7 separate regions of the Mus musculus genome follow, and regions 2, 3, 4, 5, 6 and 7 are each linked to region 1. Evidence: chromatin contacts called from public HiChIP or PLAC-seq, Micro-C and promoter capture Hi-C data. All regions are on one chromosome and are shown on one strand. Each heading gives the region's core, a stretch centred on a gene start, on an enhancer-like site or on the middle of the called end of the contact. The rest is flanking DNA. Distances are from core to core; before and after follow the strand shown. Region 1 holds the start of Cadm3 (cell adhesion molecule 3). Region 2 has its middle 20 kb from the start of Slamf9. Region 3 has its middle 30 kb from the start of Pigm. Region 4 holds the start of Tagln2 (transgelin 2). Region 5 holds the start of Olfr432 (olfactory receptor 432). Region 6 holds the start of Slamf9 (SLAM family member 9). Region 7 holds the start of Slamf8 (SLAM family member 8).

The links. A called contact is a pair of places that touch in the nucleus more often than the background predicts. HiChIP or PLAC-seq counts read pairs in DNA pulled down with a chosen protein or histone mark. Capture Hi-C pulls out chosen DNA fragments and counts their contacts.
Region 2: a contact with region 1 is called in an H3K4me3 HiChIP or PLAC-seq map of embryonic stem cells, with 4 times the contacts expected there. The contact joins the enhancer-like site here to the promoter of Cadm3 in region 1. A contact is called at or near these places in 16 of 39 promoter capture datasets (the 3T3-L1 cell line, 3T3-L1-derived adipocytes, the HPC-7 cell line and 10 more), 8 of 115 datasets of contacts at active chromatin or transcription factors (astrocytes, bone marrow-derived macrophages, embryonic forebrain and 5 more) and 2 of 9 other capture datasets (adipose tissue and embryonic stem cells).
Region 3: an H3K4me3 HiChIP or PLAC-seq map of neural tube shows a contact between it and region 1, with 8 times the contacts expected there. The contact joins the enhancer-like site here to the promoter of Cadm3 in region 1. A contact is called at or near these places in 23 of 39 promoter capture datasets (the 3T3-L1 cell line, 3T3-L1-derived adipocytes, the C10 cell line and 13 more), 3 of 15 datasets of contacts at CTCF or cohesin (large pre-B cells, pro-B cells and stem cell-derived epiblast-like cells), 18 of 484 Hi-C or Micro-C datasets (the G1E-ER4 cell line, the N1E-115 cell line, adipose-derived mesenchymal stem cells and 11 more), 14 of 115 datasets of contacts at active chromatin or transcription factors (SST interneurons, astrocytes, craniofacial prominence and 9 more) and 2 of 9 other capture datasets (embryonic stem cells and liver).
Region 4: a contact with region 1 is called in a promoter capture Hi-C map of liver, with 5 times the contacts expected there. The contact joins the promoter of Tagln2 here to the promoter of Cadm3 in region 1. A contact is called at or near these places in 13 of 39 promoter capture datasets (the C10 cell line, the SN4741 cell line, cranial neural crest and 7 more), 1 of 15 datasets of contacts at CTCF or cohesin (large pre-B cells), 4 of 484 Hi-C or Micro-C datasets (the G1E-ER4 cell line, the N1E-115 cell line and embryonic stem cells), 21 of 115 datasets of contacts at active chromatin or transcription factors (cardiomyocytes, craniofacial prominence, differentiating embryonic stem cells and 12 more) and 3 of 9 other capture datasets (embryonic stem cells, liver and pancreatic islet).
Region 5: a promoter capture Hi-C map of adipose tissue shows a contact between it and region 1, with 2.3 times the contacts expected there. The contact joins the promoter of Olfr432 here to the promoter of Cadm3 in region 1. A contact is called at or near these places in 2 of 39 promoter capture datasets (liver and pre-B cells) and 2 of 9 other capture datasets (adipose tissue and liver).
Region 6: a contact with region 1 is called in an H3K4me3 HiChIP or PLAC-seq map of forebrain, with 8 times the contacts expected there. The contact joins the promoter of Slamf9 here to the promoter of Cadm3 in region 1. A contact is called at or near these places in 13 of 39 promoter capture datasets (the 3T3-L1 cell line, 3T3-L1-derived adipocytes, the HPC-7 cell line and 7 more), 2 of 484 Hi-C or Micro-C datasets (the N1E-115 cell line and embryonic stem cells), 17 of 115 datasets of contacts at active chromatin or transcription factors (craniofacial prominence, differentiating embryonic stem cells, embryonic basal ganglia and 9 more) and 1 of 9 other capture datasets (embryonic stem cells).
Region 7: a contact with region 1 is called in a Micro-C map of embryonic stem cells. The contact joins the promoter of Slamf8 here to the promoter of Cadm3 in region 1. A contact is called at or near these places in 23 of 39 promoter capture datasets (the 3T3-L1 cell line, 3T3-L1-derived adipocytes, the C10 cell line and 12 more), 1 of 484 Hi-C or Micro-C datasets (embryonic stem cells), 11 of 115 datasets of contacts at active chromatin or transcription factors (craniofacial prominence, embryonic basal ganglia, embryonic forebrain and 6 more) and 4 of 9 other capture datasets (adipose tissue, embryonic stem cells, liver and 1 more).

The regions. Positions count from the first base shown.
Region 1 is chr1:173,366,409-173,369,108 of GRCm38.p6, forward strand. It overlaps Cadm3 (cell adhesion molecule 3), which reads right to left and starts at 1,287. Exons shown (of 9, transcript NM_053199.3): 1 at 1,005-1,287. The coding sequence starts at 1,086. It also overlaps a transcript of Aim2 not described here.
Region 2 is chr1:172,454,285-172,456,990 of GRCm38.p6, forward strand. No RefSeq gene overlaps it. Among named protein-coding and RNA genes, the nearest start is that of Slamf9, 20 kb to the right of the region's middle. Within about 2 kb of position 1,442, at least 29 of the 459 cell types and tissues checked have an H3K27ac peak or open chromatin away from gene starts, as enhancers often do. A contact at or near this core is called in embryonic stem cells, where this site is marked.
Region 3 is chr1:172,405,131-172,407,830 of GRCm38.p6, forward strand. No RefSeq gene overlaps it. Among named protein-coding and RNA genes, the nearest start is that of Pigm, 30 kb to the left of the region's middle. Within about 2 kb of position 1,376, at least 12 of the 459 cell types and tissues checked have an H3K27ac peak or open chromatin away from gene starts, as enhancers often do. A contact at or near this core is called in neural tube and stem cell-derived motor neurons, where this site is marked.
Region 4 is chr1:172,498,877-172,501,638 of GRCm38.p6, forward strand. Tagln2 (transgelin 2) reads left to right here and starts at 1,370. Exons shown (of 5, transcript NM_178598.2): 1 at 1,370-1,456. Igsf9 (immunoglobulin superfamily, member 9) reads left to right here. Exons shown (of 21, transcript NM_001145800.1): 21 at 1.
Region 5 is chr1:174,049,029-174,051,728 of GRCm38.p6, forward strand. Olfr432 (olfactory receptor 432) reads left to right here and starts at 1,347. Exons shown (of 1, transcript NM_146716.2): 1 at 1,347-2,285. The coding sequence starts at 1,347. The coding sequence ends at 2,285. It also overlaps the pseudogene Olfr431-ps1.
Region 6 is chr1:172,474,002-172,476,701 of GRCm38.p6, forward strand. Slamf9 (SLAM family member 9) reads left to right here and starts at 1,359. Exons shown (of 4, transcript NM_029612.4): 1 at 1,359-1,538; 2 at 2,132-2,473. The coding sequence starts at 1,496. It also overlaps the pseudogene Gm7804.
Region 7 is chr1:172,589,151-172,591,850 of GRCm38.p6, forward strand. Slamf8 (SLAM family member 8) reads right to left here and starts at 1,418. Exons shown (of 5, transcript NM_029084.3): 1 at 1,249-1,418. The coding sequence starts at 1,282.

The sequences.
Region 1 (2,700 bases), core at 37-2,536:
TGCCCCCACAGCGCTGACCTACATAGCTTGGCCTGGGGCGGGAGGGGCTCTTCCCCAAGTCCCCTCTCCCCTGGCCCCGCCTCCTTTCTTCATTCCCCCCCCCCCCACTCCCTTCCTTCACCTCTTTACCTTTACAAACCTAAGAAGGGTTGAGTTTTAGACTGGGGCAAAGAGGCTAGTCTGCTACCCCACCCTAAATTTGGAGAAATTAATGTTCAGCCCAGGAAAGCTTTGGTTTTCCCATAGATCCTTCTCCCCAAATATCTTGCTCTCTCCGTTTGCTGCCCCGCACCCAAGTATAGGTTTCCTTGCCCAGATTTTAGCACCACTAGGACTAGAGCCAAAGTGGGGCCCCCTCCGCCCTGTGTTGTTGTTTTGCTTCAAGGAGAAGCCCCCTCTCCTTTGCCCACGCCCCCCTCGACAGCCTCACCCAGGCCCCCTTGCCTGCCCACTCAGAGCTCCGCGGCGGGTGGGGGACGCGCGGGGGAGCAGAAATGTTTGCATACAGCAGTTTTGGGGATCGTTCTGGCCACCCAACCCCTACAGACATACATACAGAAACACCCAACACACGCCCTGACTGAAACAGCGACAAATCTCACTCCGCCCCCAACACACACTGACACAGACATACACACAGACTCTGACACAGAAACGCAGCCCCAGACACCAACATAGACGCGCACACCCAGACACACACGGACATCAACACATCCAGACCCCGGTTGCTCAAAATAGACAGCAACCCCCGAGATCCACATCCCTGCTGCACACGTAGACATACACAGTCGGTCGTGTACATAGGAGGTGCACACGCCGGCACACCCCACGGTCCTCAGAGACAGCGATGCTCAGAGACAGACACAAGGGTATTCCAAGAGGCTGGCGACTTGAACCCTCGCTTCCAAACAAAGCCAACAGGCTCCCTGCGCCCGGCTCCCCGTCTGAACCCCCACCTCGGGGCACTGGCCACCTCCCCTGGCGCCGCCCCCTCCCTCACTCACCGTCCTGGGAAAGATTGGCCCCGCCGGGCGCCCAGGAGCAGGCGAGGAGCAGGAGCAGGGGCAGGGCGGAAGGGGCCCCCATCGCGCTTCCTGGCCACCTCCCTGGCTGGGCGCTGGCGAGCCTAGATCTCCGGGGACTGGGGCCGGGGGTTCTGGGTAGCCGGCGTCGCTGTCCAAAGGGGCAACCCCGGAGCGGCTTCCAAGCCCGGGGCCGAGGCGGGTACCGGGAGGGAGCCGGCGCTGCTGCAGTCGCCGGGATTAAATAGGGCGCTCGGAGCAAACCATTCGGTTGGAGGTGGAGGGGTGGTGACGGGGGGCTGGGCTGGTGGCGGGGGGGCCTGGATGCCGCATTCCCTACTCCCCCTCGCCTCCCACACCCCCTCCGCGCTTTTGTGGTGCCTTCCATCTTCTCCCCCGGGAGCTCCTCCAGCATCACTCGGGTGTGGAGCAAAGGGAGGGAGCTGACTCAGAAGTGGGACCCCATGCGCACCCCTCTTATGCTTGGGGTGGAGAGAGGGGAGGTGGACAGGGCGGTGGGCCAGCTGGCGACAGAGTCCACTGCAGGCCTGGGCAAGGGCGTGCCCACTTGCCTGAGGTCCTCCGGCCCCGCCTTCTCCTTAGGCAACCGGGATCCCCAAAGCTAGGACACCCCTCTCCACTGTGACCAAGGATGCCTCCCCAGGGTACCTAATTACTCAAGGCATTCTCCTAAGCATAAACCTCCGTAGTTCTCTTACTCAAGACCCTCTTCTTAACTGTCCAGCAACAATTTGTGGTTCCAGGCAACATCCCTTGCAAAGCCGACCCCAGGAGGCCACCGAACCTAATCTCCTTCAAGCCTTCTTTAAAGACGTTATTCCAGACACTAAACAAGGAAGTATCCTGTAAAGTTACTTGGTATTTTCCTCCTCCGTGCTCTGTCTTAGACCCTCTTTCCTGAAACTAGCCTCTCAATATCCTTTCTGCTCGGTCTTTCAGGGGCTCTTCTCAACTTTTAGCTAGTAAGAACCCAGGGTGAAAGCCAGACTCACAGACCCTCTTACAGACCAAGAAGCAGTGAGTAATGCAGCTCTTGTTCCCTGAGGCTATAGAGGAGATGGATGAGAAAGACTGTGTTTGCAACTTGCTCACATTCAAAAAGTCCCGAGTCCCTAGTGTTTGCTGTTCTTCTAGGTTATCTCTGAAAGAGTTTTGGTGTGTTTAAAAAAAAGGATCTTTCTGGGTTCGTTTGGTCGAAATTTAGCTTTGGAGAATACATTTCTAAATTTTAGAAATCAGGGAATTTTAGGTATGCCAAGAATTCTTAGAGTATACCTGATCTAACCCAAAGGAAGTTAGCAGATCTAATCCAGGTTTTACATTCACTTAGAAATAAAAGATCCAGCATTAGGAATGGTAAAGAAAAGTACATAGTGCTTTATTCTACAAGTGGGATGTGGGTGGTTCTAGTAACATCTCCAGTCCATTTTCTGTGCTGCTTTCCTCTGCTAGTATTTAATGTTTGGGTAATCTTTCCTTCCTTATGTCAAGGCTTCTTAACTCTTTATGGTGATGTAGCCAATGTCTCTGTCACCTAAGAACCTGGGGACAGCCTGCAGAACATATTTCGTAACCAGTAAAGCCTTGTCTAAGTGACAGGCAGTTATCTGGGGCTGAGAGAGTACTGTTCAGGGCACCCCTGCAGGCTGGTCTGGGT
Region 2 (2,706 bases), core at 192-2,691, 910 kb before region 1:
CAGAGCTTCAAAAATGTGAGTTTCTGGAACCCATAAAAGGAGGCAATGAATACACTTGCTCCCTCACACATGGATTAGTGCTAGACTTGTGGTGGATGTGGGGGCCTTGGTCTGTATTTCCTGCTTCTGACATGGGTCATGGGGGGGGGCACTTGGGTAATAATGCAGGACATCTATCACTGTCACCTCTGAGAGACATCCAAGGTAGCTGTGAGGTGAAAAGACAAGGGGTTAAGTTGTGCTTAACTGGCCGAGGGAGCCAGGGATATGTGGAAAAGGAAACAGTCTGGGAAGAGTGGTAAGACAAGGAAGGCGGAGCCAGATGTGGCGAGAACAGATCCGAGTAGAACTGTGGATTTGTTCATCGTGGAGGGGCTTGGGTGGTCCATAGGTCCACCCTGGGATCACTCAGGTGGTGATGGAGAGCTTCCAGTCACTGGAGGAAGCTGTAAAGAGTGGAAGGCACAGTTATCGACTATCCCTAAAACCCCCTCTGCTTCATCTCGGTCCCGGGGACAGTTGTCGCCCACTCTCATTTTCTGTCACCTCTTTACTTTTTTATTCCATGCTCCATCTAGACATAATCACGTTTTGTTGTTGTTGTTGTTGGTTGGTTGGTTTTTATTTTCTAAAATACCATGTGAACCCCCAACCCCACGCCTTGACCTTGCCAGTTCCTTCAGGTATAACTTACAAGTCCAGTACAGCAGCTTTCTAATCCTCCTTTGAGCCATTCTAGAAACTTCTACTTTGCTCTGGGCCCTTATATCTGCTTATTTTTTCGTGGCTTGCAAGGGTTTCATACAGCCTTGTGGAGCATTAAACAAAAAACAAAAAAAACAAAAACAAAACAAAACCAGTGTTGAGTAGAGTAAAAAGAATTGCTTTGTGCTATTTTCTTCAGGTCATTTATAGTAGAGAGTTCCATAAAATTCCTTTCAGAAATCAAGAAAACAACAGCTACAACCACCACTACCACCACCACCACCACCACCACCACCACCACCACCACCACCACCACCACCACCACAACGCCCCTGACGAGGCCTTGACTGTTAACTTCTGCCTTTTGAAGCCGGGATGGATTTAAAGTACTTTGTTTCCAATGCTTATGCTCGCATTTAAAAAAAAAAAAAAAATGAGCTCATAGTTCCATCTAAGCCTGCTTACCCAAGGAGATTTACACTTTTTTTTCTGAACATTTATAAACATCTAGAACAGTTTCTAAACAGAGATACTGCAGGGCTTCTTCTTAGCTTCCTAGCAACATTTACATATGAAAAAAGGACTTCCGGCAGGGGGTGGGGGGGGGAGGTAGAGTGGGGTCTGGTAGAGACTACTGAGAAAAGTCAGAGGAACCGAGTGCAGAGGAAGGGTGGCAATTGGGAGTGGCTTGGTTATTTTTTTCTCTACCCGTGGTGGAGTTTGAATGCAGAGCCTTGCACTTGAACCCAGGCACCCCGTGCCTCCTGGTTTGTAGCCAGTGTTATAACTCTCCTCTCTGCTTATGCCAAGTATGCAAAGTGAATGAATCACAAGGTTGAAAGAATGAACATGGCAAAATAGACATAAAACGCAACCAGACTGACAGCAGACCGAGGTTCGTTCGGTTGCACACAAGACTGACATCCTGCCTCATGAAAAATAAGGGTAGGTTTCCCTAACCTTCCCAACCCAAAACAAAGCCTGTGTTTTCACACAAACCCAGTTCTCTTAGAAAGTTTCCCGCCTATCTCCAAGTCTACCCCTGCATCTTTTCCTCCTTCCGTCTTAGAGCCTGTGGTAACTATGACCTAAGTACCATCTGGCCTCTGCTTGTTCCTCCTGAGGCAATAGTAGAGGGAAATGGAAAAGGCAGCTGGGGTTGGAGATCTTACAGCTAGGGTGGACAGAGGTCATGCAGAAATACCCCTGGGGAGGGAACATAGTAGGAACTGAGACTGGGCAGGGCCAGGGCAGGGGAGCCATGGGGACTGTCACTCCCTACATCCACACAGAAAATATAAGGAGGCTGCACAGATCTCCTATCTCCTATGAGTATCATTGCAATCCTTAACTATTCCCTCTGCCAGGAAGCCCCTGTTATTTTAATCTAATCCCCTCTCTTTTCTCCATTGTGGGTTCCTGTGATGGAAAGTTCGGTGAGCCTTTAATTTCATGTTCCTGCATGTCTCTGTGTACTGTTCCTGTTTTCACGTTCCATTCTGACCACCCACGCTGTCAAAGAGGACAGCTGTCTGGCAAAGGGTTCCACAGGCCCCGACTTTAGATCAGTCAGAAAGTCGGGCTCCATTCTATTAAGCTCAGAATTATATATATATATATATATATATATATATATATATATATATTTGTACAGTCTGTTTTGATGTTCTGAAGTTTTTGAACATGAGTAGTTCTTTTTATTTACAAGTAAAGATGTCCTATATATATATATAATGTCTTTATATATATATAAAACTTCATATTCTGCTTTTACCTCACTCCACTAATCCCTTATCTTAGGACTCATTCATTCTGTGTATGTATTTAAGGATTCATATCTTTATTTCTTGAGGCTCGATCAAGTTCTATTATATAGCTACATTATAATTTATTTAATTAACCCTTTAAGTAAACATTTTTGTGGGGTTTTTTTTTTTGTTTGTTTGTTTGGTTTGGTTTTGGTTTTCTGAGACAGGGTTTCTCTGTGTAGCCCTGGCTGTC
Region 3 (2,700 bases), core at 126-2,625, 960 kb before region 1:
AACTTGCTTCCAACTGTACCCCCTTTCGGTCCCCCAAAGGAATCCACTATACTGATTTTTGAAACAATGTGTTCTTGATTGCTGGTTACAGTTTTTACATCTTACCTGGGTATCCTTTAACTAACTGTGTCTTGTCTTATAGATTCGTGTTTGTAGGAGACTCTTTTTGCTCAGTAGTATGTGTTTGCCTCTCACCTGCACTGCCTCGCATCCCGGACTGCACTCGTTTTCACAGCTGTATCATTTTCCATTATACAGATTTATTATCTGTCCTGCGATTGAGTGACACTGTTCCATTCAAGGTTGCAGAAGAGAAATCTGCTATTTTTCTCGGCGTGAACAGCTTATTTTGTTTTGTTTTCTATCTGGATGATCATAGGATTTTTTTTTTTTAAAGTGCCGTTGTCATCGTTTACTAGAATAAATTCAGACAGCTCTTTTAAATTTGCCGGGCGCTCTCACGGTGGCTCTCATCTCGTGCCTGCTCAGTTTTCTCTGTGCTCTCTCCCTCACAATGGACGAGCTTCATCTGTCTAGATGGGGACGGATGGTGGGGTCTCCTGGAGATGATGGGTCTCTGCAGAAATGTTTCAGTCTCAACATGGGAAACAAATTTATAATGTCCTCACTAAAACCACCCTTGAAGTGACATTGCATGTGAGAGGTGGGCGGCCTCACCTAAACCAGAAGGGACCTCTTATGACTATCATGGAACACTCCTGTGTCCCACCTACTCTCCACCCTCACCCCAACCCTCTCACGCTCTACCAGCACCCATTTACCCTCCACCCACACCCTCCACTCCACCCCACCCTCCACACCCCCACACCCCCACCTTCCACCCGATCCCACCCACACCCTCCACCCCATCCCACCTCCACCTTCTCATCCCTTGCCCTCCACCCTCCACCCTCCATCCGCTATCTGCGGATCTGACAAGGCAGCTTTGCCTGGAAGCAAATCTCCACTCTTTTCTCAGTGGTAGCTCCAACAAGCCTAGAGCAGCCTGGGGTCGAGAGCGAGCTAGCAAGCAAGCACTCCAGCCCCAGGTGGTGGTGGTGTTTGACTTTGACAGCCCAGATGGTGGTGGTGTTCGACTCTGGGCGACAGCGTGACTTGTGACTCGCACTCCTCTGTGGACTCTGTCACACAATGATTTGTTTGTTCTCTTCTACCCTGTAGGTCGGTTCATCAGAGAATCCCCAAGGGAAAGCTTTAAATGTATTGGCTTGGGTTGCCCCTGTGGGCTGGAAATACCACCTATTTAGCTTGTATTGATCCTCAAATTGAAAAGTGGGCCTCTTGTGCAGCAAGCTGCCTCCCTGAGCCGGGTAGGAGGGCAGAGTGGACGGAGAGTGATGGGCAGCCTCTGTTTTCCCGTCGGTACCTTGAGAAAAACTCGCGCTTATTTAGCAGGTTGGCAGGGAAACCGAACACTACCCAAGATTTATAGTCGCCCGAGGGACAAGCTCTTGTTTGTGGTGTTGAATAAGACAGTCTCTTCCTCAAAGTCTCTGTACAACAGGCAGGGAGGCCAATCATTTGCCAAACATCTTGTAGAAAAGAAAAAGAAATGCATCAGATGGGAGACTGGACAATGTCCTTAATATTCTTCCTTTCCAGAAATCTTGTGACTAGTGTTTTCTTTGGATGCTCAGGGCACGTGTGTGTGTGTGTGTGTGTGTGTGTGTGTGTGTGTGTGTGTGTGTGTGTGTGTGTGTGTTTATTTCTCCAGTCCTGTAGTCCTGAGTTGTTTCTGCTTCAATGTCACCTAAGGATTTGTAGTCAGACTGTGGTGGGTTTGCCTCATCGCTGCATATACAATATTTTATTGCCTTAAAGGGTCTGACAAATTAGGGATAGCATTCTTTTTGGAAGACTTCTGGTTCAGTTCTCCTCTGTGGGCCTTGAAGGGCCTGTATTAGTCACTCAGCAAGCAGTTAAGGTTTTCTCCTTCCCTCCTGGGAAACAAAAGTGATTAGGAAATTGTGACTTTGCTATTGTTCTCAAGAAAATTGCATTAAAATTTACAGGTACCTTTCCAAAAGAAGACAAATTATACACATTACAAGAAGGGAAGAAAAGACTTGGTGATTATGTCATTCCTCTGAGAGCAGCTCATTGTTTTGCTTGCTACAGAATGTATCCATCGGAGCAGACCTGTCCTTCTGTGGGTCTGTGATGCTGGTAAAGTCTGACCGGGAGAACCAACCTACTGGCCCCATTTCTGGGAAGATAATTGAAAAGTTAGGACACCACCCCCCCCCCTTGAGAATTGTCTGTGCCCTTGGAGTACGGGTCTTCCTCCTTGATTGGAGACACTGGGGGGGGGGAGGGTGCGGGGGGGGGGTGTCCGTGGCAGTGCTCTTAGGTTAATCAGATATTTGAGAAAAAAACTTTATTTTCAGCCAGGACCTGCAAACCACATATCCTGTCTAGTGTTTCTTGAACTATCTAGGATAGGGAAGAACAGGAGAGGTATCGTCACTCTGGTTCTGTGCCTGTTAGAATGTGGCACCTGCCAGCACGTTCTTTCTAACACCACCCAAGTGGGCCCAACCTGAGAAAGAAAACGAGCTGATTGGTGAAGTTACAATGCATACTAACTATTCCCTTTGGTTGTAATAGGGCACAATGGGCAGATGCTAAGAGACAGGGACGTGAAAGCTGTTGACTGACTCTGTGTCCTTGCATACCACG
Region 4 (2,762 bases), core at 120-2,619, 870 kb before region 1:
TTCTCTGTCACCTCTCTTTGTGTTTAAGAGAGATGAGGAAGTCCCTGGATATGTACAGAGAGGGTTCTGAATGGGACACATTCAACAGTCATTCAAGAAAAAAGTTGTTGAGTGCCTAGTAGAGATCTGCTGTTAGGCCAGAAGCCATGAGAAAATAGAGAAATCACTGGGATAATGCCTTTGTCCTTGGGGAGTTCTCGCTAGTCACTGAGGCCAACTACGCACTGTGATAAAGCTGTAAGCTGGTTATCACATTGGCACAAAGAGTTCAGTTTGAGTCAATATTTAGTAAATACTTAAAACATGTGGGGATTCCTGGGACACTCACAGGAGACTGCTCAGAGTTCTTTCCATGTCCCGTCCACCGCCCGGAGTTTATTTTGTAGACTGGGCACGGCAACTAAAGCCAAAGGTGCTTTTGTAATTGACCAGAAGCCACACAAGCAGGTAACAGGCAGAGCAGGTGACGGGGCAGTGAAGGAAACCCACTTTCGGGCAGAGGAACACCCTAAAGGCACAGGGGACTGAAACTTGACATTCTGTGGGTCTGAGCGGGACTTTGGGGAATAGAGAAGTCAAAGGTCAGGGTGGAACTGGCTGCTGTTCTTTTAAATATCAGGCTCAACGGGGGACTCCATAACGTGAAGAAAGAAAAACACTGGTGGGTTTTAAATGGGGAACTCCGCTAACTACAGCCTGAAAAAGTAGGTGTTCTGGACACCCCTCAACTATTGCTCTTCACTCTTAAGGGGTAGAAAAGTGCCTGCCAACTTCCTCCACTAAGCCCCCGCCTCCAACCCTCCAAGATCTAAGAAGAAATGTCAATTTATTAAATGGGAGATGGAAGGGAGAGAGAGAACTGGGTCTGAATCCCAGGTCCCAAGCCCTACCACACCCTCAAGGCCCCGGGCAAGGAGTGACCTCACTGTTCTTTTTTTTTTTTTGCCCGGGCTTGAAGTTAAATGGCAAGCAGAACCACGTGGGGGTGCTGTCCCAGCCTGTAAGCACCAGACCTATTACTCCTTACTCTATCCTGTAGGAAGGCGCTTCCTGGACCTGAATTTACAAAAGGCCGGCCTTTTTGTAATAGTAGGCTTCTCATAGAAACAGGCCTGCGATCCTGAGCTAGCTAGTCTAGGCAGAAAGTTTCCTATTAGGATACAAGTCTATGGCTGGTGAATGCAGGTTGAGGATCCCCTGGGCGGAGACCTTTTGCAGCGGCGCCAAGGACTCCGCAGGTCCTTTACGGCTCATTCCTGCCTACTGACCACCTATCTTAAGCGCTCCAGCATTCCACGCGGCGGCGCCTTTAAACCCTCTTGGCCCTTGCCCCGCCCCTGGTCCGCCCCGTCTGAGGCGGGACCCCCCAGAAAACTCCAAGCCCGGCCGGGTCTTGAGCTCCACTCGCCGCTGCAGCCCCTGTCGTGCGTGCGCTCTCATCCAGCCCTCTTGGACGGTGAGCAGGACTGAGGGACCAAGGCAGCGGGGTGGGAGTTGGGGATTATGTGTGTGGTCTGTAGAAAGCAAGAAGCCAACACTTGAGACTTGCTTCTGGGAGCGTGGGGGTTGAAGACTGGCGGACGCTGGGGTCCCAACTGGGTGCCCCGCCCCGTGCTGTCAGGTCCGGTTCCCAAGCCTTCTCTGCATTGTTCAGCAGTTAAGCAAGGCAAGTTTTACGGGTGCACAAGACGGGGCGTCCGTCCCGACCCAAGAGGTCTGGTCCCAAGCCCCAGCCGTTTGCTCCAGCGTTGAGTTCTCTTTGGGGGGAGAAGGAAGGAGGGCGTCGGACGTCCGCAGGCTGCTGAGTGGCCGCAAGAACTAGGTTCTGGCGCGCGCTCCGGTCCATGAATTTACCGCGCGCCCCTTTCACTTCCTGGTCCAGGAGCACGTGTGGGTACTGCCTGCCTTCTGTGACCCCGAGACCGCCCTTTTGCCCCCCTCCTGCTAGTTCGTTTGTCCGGGTACTCGGGGTCACAGGTCTCCGGGAGTTATTTGCACAGTAGCCTGGTCTTCTGTGAAACCCCCTTCTTCTCCTGGAGCGCCTTTGACCTCGGACATCTCCGGGCTGCAGCCCTGACTGCACTCGGATGTGCCCTGTCTGTAGGGGTTGGCTGCTATCCAAACTCTCTTACCCTAGCCTGAGACCCGCTGCCCCCTCCCGTGCCCCCTGCTGCTGGGAAAGCCGGTGGTGGCCGCGGGCGGGCGGGCGGGCTGCCCAGACCTGCGTCACCCCAGTGGCGGGAGGGCGGTGGGTGACTCATCCACATTAACGGCCCAGGCAGGGTGTGGCCGTGGGGGTGGGGGGGACGGCCGAAGGGGCTGGACCGGAAGTAGATTACCTCCTTTTTGGGCTCTGCAGGCCTACCTGTGTTCCTATCCGAGAGGTTCTGGGATACGTGGTATCTGTGGAGCAAAAGCAGCGGTGATGGCAAGTGGAGGTGCGGTGTAGGAGACCAGTGGCTGGACGGGTCTCCTTGTTCCCTAGAGCAGTAGTCAGGGATAGCTCATCTCTAAGCTTCTCCCATTTTCTCTTCCCTGTAGCTCAGGGTACACCTCAGGCTTTGGGCCAAGGTAAGGAGGGGTGAGCAAGGTGTTAACGTTCCAAAGCCGCAAATAATCTTTGTCCTTGCGATCCCCTTGCACACCCTTGGTGTCTATGCTGGTCCCCAGGGGATTGGCCCCTAGTCAGTGTTCACCCCATGGCTTTGTCCTTCGAGATTGCCAGGTGTGGGCTTTTTAAGCAAAAAAAAAAAAAAAAAAAA
Region 5 (2,700 bases), core at 97-2,596, 680 kb after region 1:
GACTCATTTCTGTGGGCCTCACTTCTTGCCCCAGAGGGATCCATACTGAGAGTTAGTCATAGTAACCTCAGGGAACGTTTATTAAGGAGTTTGTGGGAGAGCTTTGTTTCCAGGAGCAGGAATTATAAATAAGGGAGTGTCTTGGGATAGAAGTGATACCAAGAAGAATGAGACTAGTTCTGTTGTAACCAAAAGAATGAGGTAATGGTTGGAGGTGGCACACAAGAGGTAAGAACAGCAAAAAAAAAAAAAAAAAAAGCAGCAGGAGGCAGCTGAATAATTGACCTTTTCTGAATAATTTCCATTTGAGTATGAGCATGACATTCTGCAGATATTAATAAAGGCTGTCCATGAGGAACCTAGTACAAATCAATCAATAACTAGAGAATCATAAGCTATTACCACGTCAGAAACTTCGGGAACCTGTAACTTAAACTTCTTCAGTTACAGGACTTCAGCCACAGAGGAAGTGTTGGTTTGGATCAAGATTCACGTTGAGTTGGTGGTGAAGACAAATGAGGAAATACGACTCCTGAAATAAGGCATTGCTTGTACTACTTTAGCACCTCTTGACACATCTCATAGGGGCTTTGCTTTGTACTTCTCCCTTTCTCCTACCCACTGCAGTATTCTGAAGTGTATCTCCCACTAGAATACTTCCAGAAAACACATCCTCTTAGCCAATGGATTATTCATGTTTCCCAAAAGTATTCAGCTTTGAGATATGTTCCTAAGATAGCCTTGTTTCTTGTCCATCATTTTCTCTTTCCACCTTTGATAAGAACCTTGATGAGTTCTAAACAAACCTGGAGAACCCCCAATAAGACTTAGATGTTAATGAATGAACATAAGTCTCCTTTTCCTACTATATCCTAGTTGTTGAATCCAGTATACAATAAGGATCATAATTTCGAATTATCATGGGAGCACTTAACTAGGAATGGTAGGAGAAAGAAGCAGAATTTTCCTATCATTTTATTTGTTGGGATTTTTCTTTTTTTTCTTTTTTTTCTTTTTTCTTTTTCTTTTTTTTTCTTTTTTTTTTTTTTTTTTTTGGCAAAGCAGAGAGGAGAAAATCTTAGGCCTGACTGCTGCCATAGTCTACAAATGTTGTTCTGTGAATTAAAACAATAATTCTATGTGGCCACTGTCACCAACAGATATTAAACAAACCACTTCTGACTACTAGTAGTCAAATCCTCTTTCATCCTGTAGATGGAATGGATTGAGTAGACAATATGTGATTTTGACTTGTGTGTTCTATACTTTGGTCTCTGGGGAACATTGTCCAGAGGAAAAACATAAAGGTGATTATTTACTGCCTTTTTCTTTCATTCCCAGGAATCATGGATCATGTCAACTATACCTGGACACGGACCTTCATCCTTGCTGGTTTCACTACCTCTGGCACCCTGCAACATCTTGCAGTTTTTGGAACCCTGTGCATCTATCTCCTCACACTGGCAGGGAACTTGTTCATCATTGTCTTGATCCAGGCAGATTCAGGGCTGTCCACTCCCATGTACTTCTTTATCAGTGTCCTCTCCTTCCTGGAACTCTGGTATGTCAGCACCACAGTGCCCACCTTGCTGCATACCTTGCTCCATGGGCCTTCACCCATCCCCTCGTCTGCATGCTTTGTCCAGCTGTATGTCTTCCACTCCTTGGGCATGACCGAGTGCTACCTGCTAGGTGTCATGGCTCTGGACCGCTACCTTGCTATCTGTCGTCCACTGCACTACCATGCACTCATGAGCAGACAGGTACAGAAACAGTTAGTTGGGGTTACATGGTTGGCTGGTTTTTCAGCTGCCCTGGTGCCTGCAGGTCTCACTGCCTCTTTACCTTATTGTTTGAAAGAGGTGGCCCATTACTTTTGTGACCTGGCACCAGTGATGCAGTTGGCATGTGTGGACACTAGCTGGCATGCTCGGCTTTATATTGCAGTGATTGGCATGATCAATACATGCAATCTTACTTTCATCTTGGGACTCTATGGAGGTATTGTGAGAGCTGTGCTGAAGCTGCCTTCAGCTGCTAGTCGTGCAAAAGCCTTTTCCACCTGTTCCTCCCATATAACCGTAGTGACACTGTTCTTTGGCTCTGCCTTCATTGTCTATGTGGGCCCACCAGAGATTCGAGCTGAAGGCAGAGACAAGCTTATTGCCTTGGTATATACTTTGCTCACCCCTTTCTTCAACCCTATTATTTATACTCTTCGCAATAAGGAAGTAAAAGAGGCTTTTAAGAGGGTCACACAGAGGATTAATGCTGTGCTGAAATGACTTGAAGTCTGCTAGGTTTATTGTATTCCATCATATGAAAATTGAAAGATTTCCCTGCTTATTGTATAGACAATTAACTAGTTGTTTCGATGATATGTCAAATTTTCAACTCATGAAATCTTTCATTAGGACACATTGTAAAATGTTGTAAGACAAATATAGTCCCTGAACCTACCAACGTAGGAGTGGGTGAGGACACAGATTTGAAGGGGAAGAAACAAAATGACGTTCACCTTTTCTCAGGCAGATGGAACTTAGTTAGAAAGTGAGTTGGTTTAATTTCTAGAATCTGGTCTGGCTATGTGTTAATGTTTCAGACCGGATTTTTGAAGAAAGACCAAGAAGATATTGAAATTAGTTAAAGATTTTGGAAGAGAGCATTGCGCAAATGTTGGGATGGACACCAGGGAGATAT
Region 6 (2,700 bases), core at 109-2,608, 890 kb before region 1:
GTCACAACAAAAACAAAAACCAAATTCACATAGTTTCTGGAACACTTGATATCCTGCCAGTGGAGAAGGAGGATGTCCTCAAATTCTTTGCAGTAAGAACCCTCTTAGGTGGCACCAATCTTGTCTTCCTTATGGAACAGTAAATCTTCAAAAGACAAAGTGAGAGGATTTACGTTAAAACAAAACAAACAAACAAAAACCCTAGGAGGAGCTGGGAGATGCTGCTGCTTTCAGCTCCAGCCATTACTGGCATTGGGAATCCTGCTGATGTCAACTTCATTGCCTCCAGGAACCCCTGGGGCCAGCTAGCTGTCCTGACTTTTGCTCCTGCAAAAGACTTTCATTACTCAAACTAAGAGGACTTCAGGAAGCGATGGCTTTTGCTAGTCACCAATCCCAGAGCTGATCCCCAGCCCATCACAAAGGTGTCTTATGTCAACCTGTCTGCCGTTGCTCTGTGTAACGCACATTCTCCTCAGTACTATTGACATTGACATTGCATGCAACAAGGGTACTCACCCAGTGAATCCTACTTGGTGGATGTTGGCTTGGGAAGTTCTGCACACATGTGACACCATCTCTGGGGAGCACCCATAGTTCTCATCAGGTCATGTCTAATCTCTACTCCTATAGGGAGCCTGAAGAGATGGAGAAGGAAAAACAAGTGTAGCCGAAAAGGCTGTGACTACAAAAATCTGTCAGTGTGGAAGGACTATACCTGCTCCTGAGTTCACTGCTCCTTGGCCAAGGTGGCAGACTGGAGGTTTGCAGGTGTCTTCTGTGCCCAACCAGAAGTTCCCAGTGAAGACTTGATGTTCAGACACTCCAGGGACTAGTCTGCACCGCTCATGCCACTGAATCAGATGGCAGTAGCACTGAGTGGTCAAAACTGTTTGCAGACACCAGGCAAAGCAGAAAGGTGGATGGAAGACAGCATCACAAATGGGAATACAAATAGCTTTAAATAGAAGACTTCCCACGCTCATCTTTTCTAATGCCATGAAGATGCGTTTAGCAGGGGCTAGGAACAGTGAAACATAACAGTGGAAATAAAAGATAGACTCTCTCAGGGGAGATAAAGATCACAGCAGCATAGAAAATACTGAGGGGGTGGGCGAGAGTGTTCAGAGGGCCGACAGCTGGGTAGTTCGAAGCACGTGCATATGTGATTTCTACGGGATCTGGGCATGCAGCTGGCTGGAGATAGAAAAGTCAAAGTCTGTATTAGGAAGTGAGATTTGGGTTTGGTTTGGGGGATGGGCAATCTGAGACAGTGGCTTACATCATCTGACTGTTAGACGGAGGAGAGGCACATTTCCATGAGGGCCAGGGAGGAGTTTAATGTGTACAGAGGAAGTTGGAGGGAGAATTATTTCCCTCTCTGCTTCCTGCCAGTATCAACCAGTCATTCTGCCTCTATGGACCCCTTACCAGCTTGTGTTTCCACAGCCTAGCCAGCTGACCAAGTCACTCTTCCCAGGCAAGAGCTGCCAATATGGGGGCCCTTCTGTGGTCACTCCTGCTGCTGCTTCAGGAAGGTGAGTGGCTCCCTGCTCCTGTATAAGACTGTCTTTATACCCTCTGTTCCACTTGGCCTTAGGCTGGCAAGACCCTTCCTTTGGGGATGAGTGTGTCAGCCCTTCTGTTGATGGGGCACCAAAGGATGATTGTGACTCGCTCTGCAATAAACATGGGTGTGCATGTATCACTGTTGTACATTGATGTGGATTGTGCTGAATGCATGCCTACATGTGATGTAGCTGAATCTCAGGCTAGGTTGGGGGAATTTCTACTCTGAACTCCAAGGAGTGGGTTATGGCCTCTGAGCAGGATGAGAGGGTATATCTGGGTGACATGCATGGGGTTGCAGTTCCAGAAGGACAAAAAAGAAGGGAAATGGTGAAGAGATCAATGGGGACCATCTCTTCCCCCTCCCTGACCCCACCCCCTCCCAGATCCTTGATCAACTCAGGTGCAGTGGAAATCTAGAACTACAAGAGGTAGCTAGAGAGTCCTACGATGGTGCATAGAGCTAGAGAAGGTGCTCAGAGGCAGATGAGTCATAGCTACTCTGTTACCTAACTGCAGCCACCAAGAGATATCAGCCAGGCTGTATGCATCTCTTTTTCAGCCAAAGGGTTTTCTGGAGATGATGAGGATCCTGAGGAAGTGGTTGGTGTCCTGCAAGAGTCTATCAACCTCTCTCTGGAAATACCATCCAATGAAGAAATTAAGCACATAGACTGGCTCTTTCAAAACAACATTGCCATCGTGAAGCCAGGCAAAAAGGGACAGCCAGCCGTTATCATGGCAGTGGATCCTCGATACCGGGGCAGAGTGAGCATCTCTGAGTCCAGCTACTCCCTGCATATTAGCAATCTGACCTGGGAAGACTCAGGGCTTTACAACGCCCAAGTCAACTTGAAGACATCTGAGTCCCACATCACGAAGTCTTACCATCTCCGTGTCTACCGTGAGTTTAAGACTCCCCTTATTCTGGCTTTCCTGAGCTTGGCATGGAAGCTCGGGAGCTGAGGTAAGCCTTAAGAGGCTGAAACTGGAAGGCAGACTGCTTGTAGTGTGGTCTGTTCCAGTGCCTGAGCTTCAGCCACAGGGAAAATGAACAGGAACAAGGAGGCAATGGACACTGAGGCTGTTTCCATGGAGGTGCCCAAAGCAGTAAGAAAGATAAAGATGGTG
Region 7 (2,700 bases), core at 168-2,667, 780 kb before region 1:
TTTGTGATCTAAAACAGGGAAAGAGACAAACAGGAGGTGAGATAGCAAGGTGCGATGTTCAAAGGACTGTTTTGAGCTTGAACTATGAGGAAGACAATCCTGTTTGAGCTGCCCTCTTGACTCCTTTTCTGCCTTATTTGTGTGTGCTTATTCTGTAAGCATCACCATCACCTCTAACCTCTTCCCTAGCTCACTGCAAGGTTACATTCTTTCTGTTTTCCTACAGTGACCAGAAATCAGCACCCTGTACTATTAGTAGTGTCTGTCTCTGAATCAGGATCCCCCTCCAGACATGAACTCTTTCAGGCTAAGAGCAAACGTCTTTATCTTTATACGTGCAGTTCTCCCCTTCCCCTCAGTTTAATATTAGACTGCAGGAGCTCAGTACACTGCACTGAATTTGCTGAGGATTGACCCCGAGCCTGGTACAGAAGGAGGCTTCAGGATGCAGGGCACCGTAAGGGTTGATACATCATGTATCCAAGTGCCAGAAGCTGGGATCAAGAGATCTGCTGATCACAACTCTAGTCCTCATCTATATCTTTAACCTCTCTGGGCCTAGCCATCTTTATTCTGAAGGACACAGATTCAGTGTTAACACTGGATGCCCCTTAAGTCTGAGGTTCTGCCGTATCCTGGCTCTGAGTATGGGGATCCATGAACTCCGTGTCATGTTGCCTATTTGTTGATCAAAGAGGGAAACTCAGCCATCAGAGTGATGGAGGGAGTCAGCTCGTGTTTGGAGACTCCAACACCAGTTTGCTATCAGCTATCCTCATGCCCACTGGGACCACATTTAACCTGCTGTCACCTCATTTCTTCATTCAATGTCCATCTCTTCTTGTACAGGATACAGAGAGTGACCTCAGCATCCTTACAAGCTGCCGAAACACTCCTTAGGGAACTCTCCTCTGCCTTACCCTCCTCTCTTTCCCTGGACTGGAGGATCCCCATGTGTCAGTAGTGCCAGATCCCCATCACCCTAGCACCCAACTTTCTCTCAAAACTGCCATCATTTCAAGCTGCTCTGGGCCCTGGAACGGGTGGTGTCTCCTGGATACAGATGCCACTGGTAACGCTACCCTATTTTGTCTAAGACACCACTTGAGCTTGCTCCACACCTCACTTCTCCTTCTCTCCTTGATTCTTACTTGGTTTGGAGAGGCAAGCTGCCTAGCAGTAGGATGAAGGCAGCTGGGGAGAGGCTTTCAGCTCCCCGAGGACAGGTTGTCCATCTGCCCCACTTACCTTCAAAGAGAAGAAGACTCCAGAGGGACCACATGGCCGTTGTCCTCCCTTGGAAGATTCCCTCAGCAAACTAGGATATCCATCCTAGGCCAGACGAGTGCACGGAAGGAGCTGTGGTCCTGCTGGAAAGTCCCATGTTCAGAAGGAGGAATCTTGACTCAAAACAAGATGTCTTGAAAGCGAAAGCATCCCGGGTAAAGTGGAAGTTGGCTGCAGGCCCAGCTGAGCCTCACTGGGTTCTCAGGAGCCGGTTCTTGTAAGTCAGCCTCCTTTCTGTGCACATGGCAGTCAGAGCATGGTGACAAGCACACCCACATGGCACACGTGCTTCTTACACATGGTCACCAGGCCTTTCTGCATCCAGCCCTGCTCATGGATGGGCCTAATCACCATCATTGTCACAGAGAGCCTTCTGAGCTTCAATTTTCATCTATGCACTTCCCCTCTGCTTAAAAGTCTTTGAAACTCTCCTGCTGCCCTCTGGATAAAGACAAAATACTGAGCTTAGCATGGGAGGCTTTTCAGCTTCTACAGACTGGCTGCCCACATCTGCTCTCCTCTTTGGCCATCCCAGCCAGACTACCTCTTTTTAGAACCACCCCATTTGACATCTGCACACATTGGATTGGCTTTCCTAGCAGGCATACCTTGCCCACCAGGCTGTCCTTCAAGGCTCCCTGCCTACAAGCAGAGTGAGAAATACTTTGTACCCATGTATTCTTACTCTTCCTTGTATCCTCTGCATGTTGCTGGTCATAGCCACACAGTTTCTCTAGGCCGTTTAATAGCAACATTCGTATTTGTTTCTGTGCTGGACACACTGTTTAATAAATAGTCATTAAGTGATTGGACAACTATCAGACGTGGCTAGCCCTTTTGCTTTTATGTAAGGCTGAGGACCATTCTCAGAGCTGATCTTCTTGTCACCCCATTGGAAGTATCTGTGGAAGAAGAATTAAAAGCCACGTTAATGGTAGGCACTCTCTTGGGGTCCCAGGGGTCATAGAGGGGCAGAGAGCATGGGCTGTCCCCTCCTCACTCTTATTCTGCGCTTTTATTTATAGCTTCTTTTTTCCCCTCTTCCCTCAGTAATAGAGAGAGAATGAAAGGCTTCTGGAATGTTCTACCAACTTGTATCCCTATCCCCAGCAGAGAAGTCATTTTAAGATGCTGCCCTTGAGAAAGATGCCTAATGTCCTGAGTTTGGATCATTGTGTGTTGTCCTGTATAGTATCTAGTTTGTGAGTGAAATGGGCACCATGGTAACACTGGCTGTGGAGGAAGAGAAAGCATTCATGCTGCTCCTGAGGAACCAAGAGAGAAGGGAAAGGACCAGCATTTTCCTGGGGAATGAATGGGGAGCCTCTACGTGTAGTTCAGAGGGGAAATGTACAGCAGGGTCTGAAGAAGACTGTCAGAACACTACTGCTCATTCAAACTTGAAGGAGACCA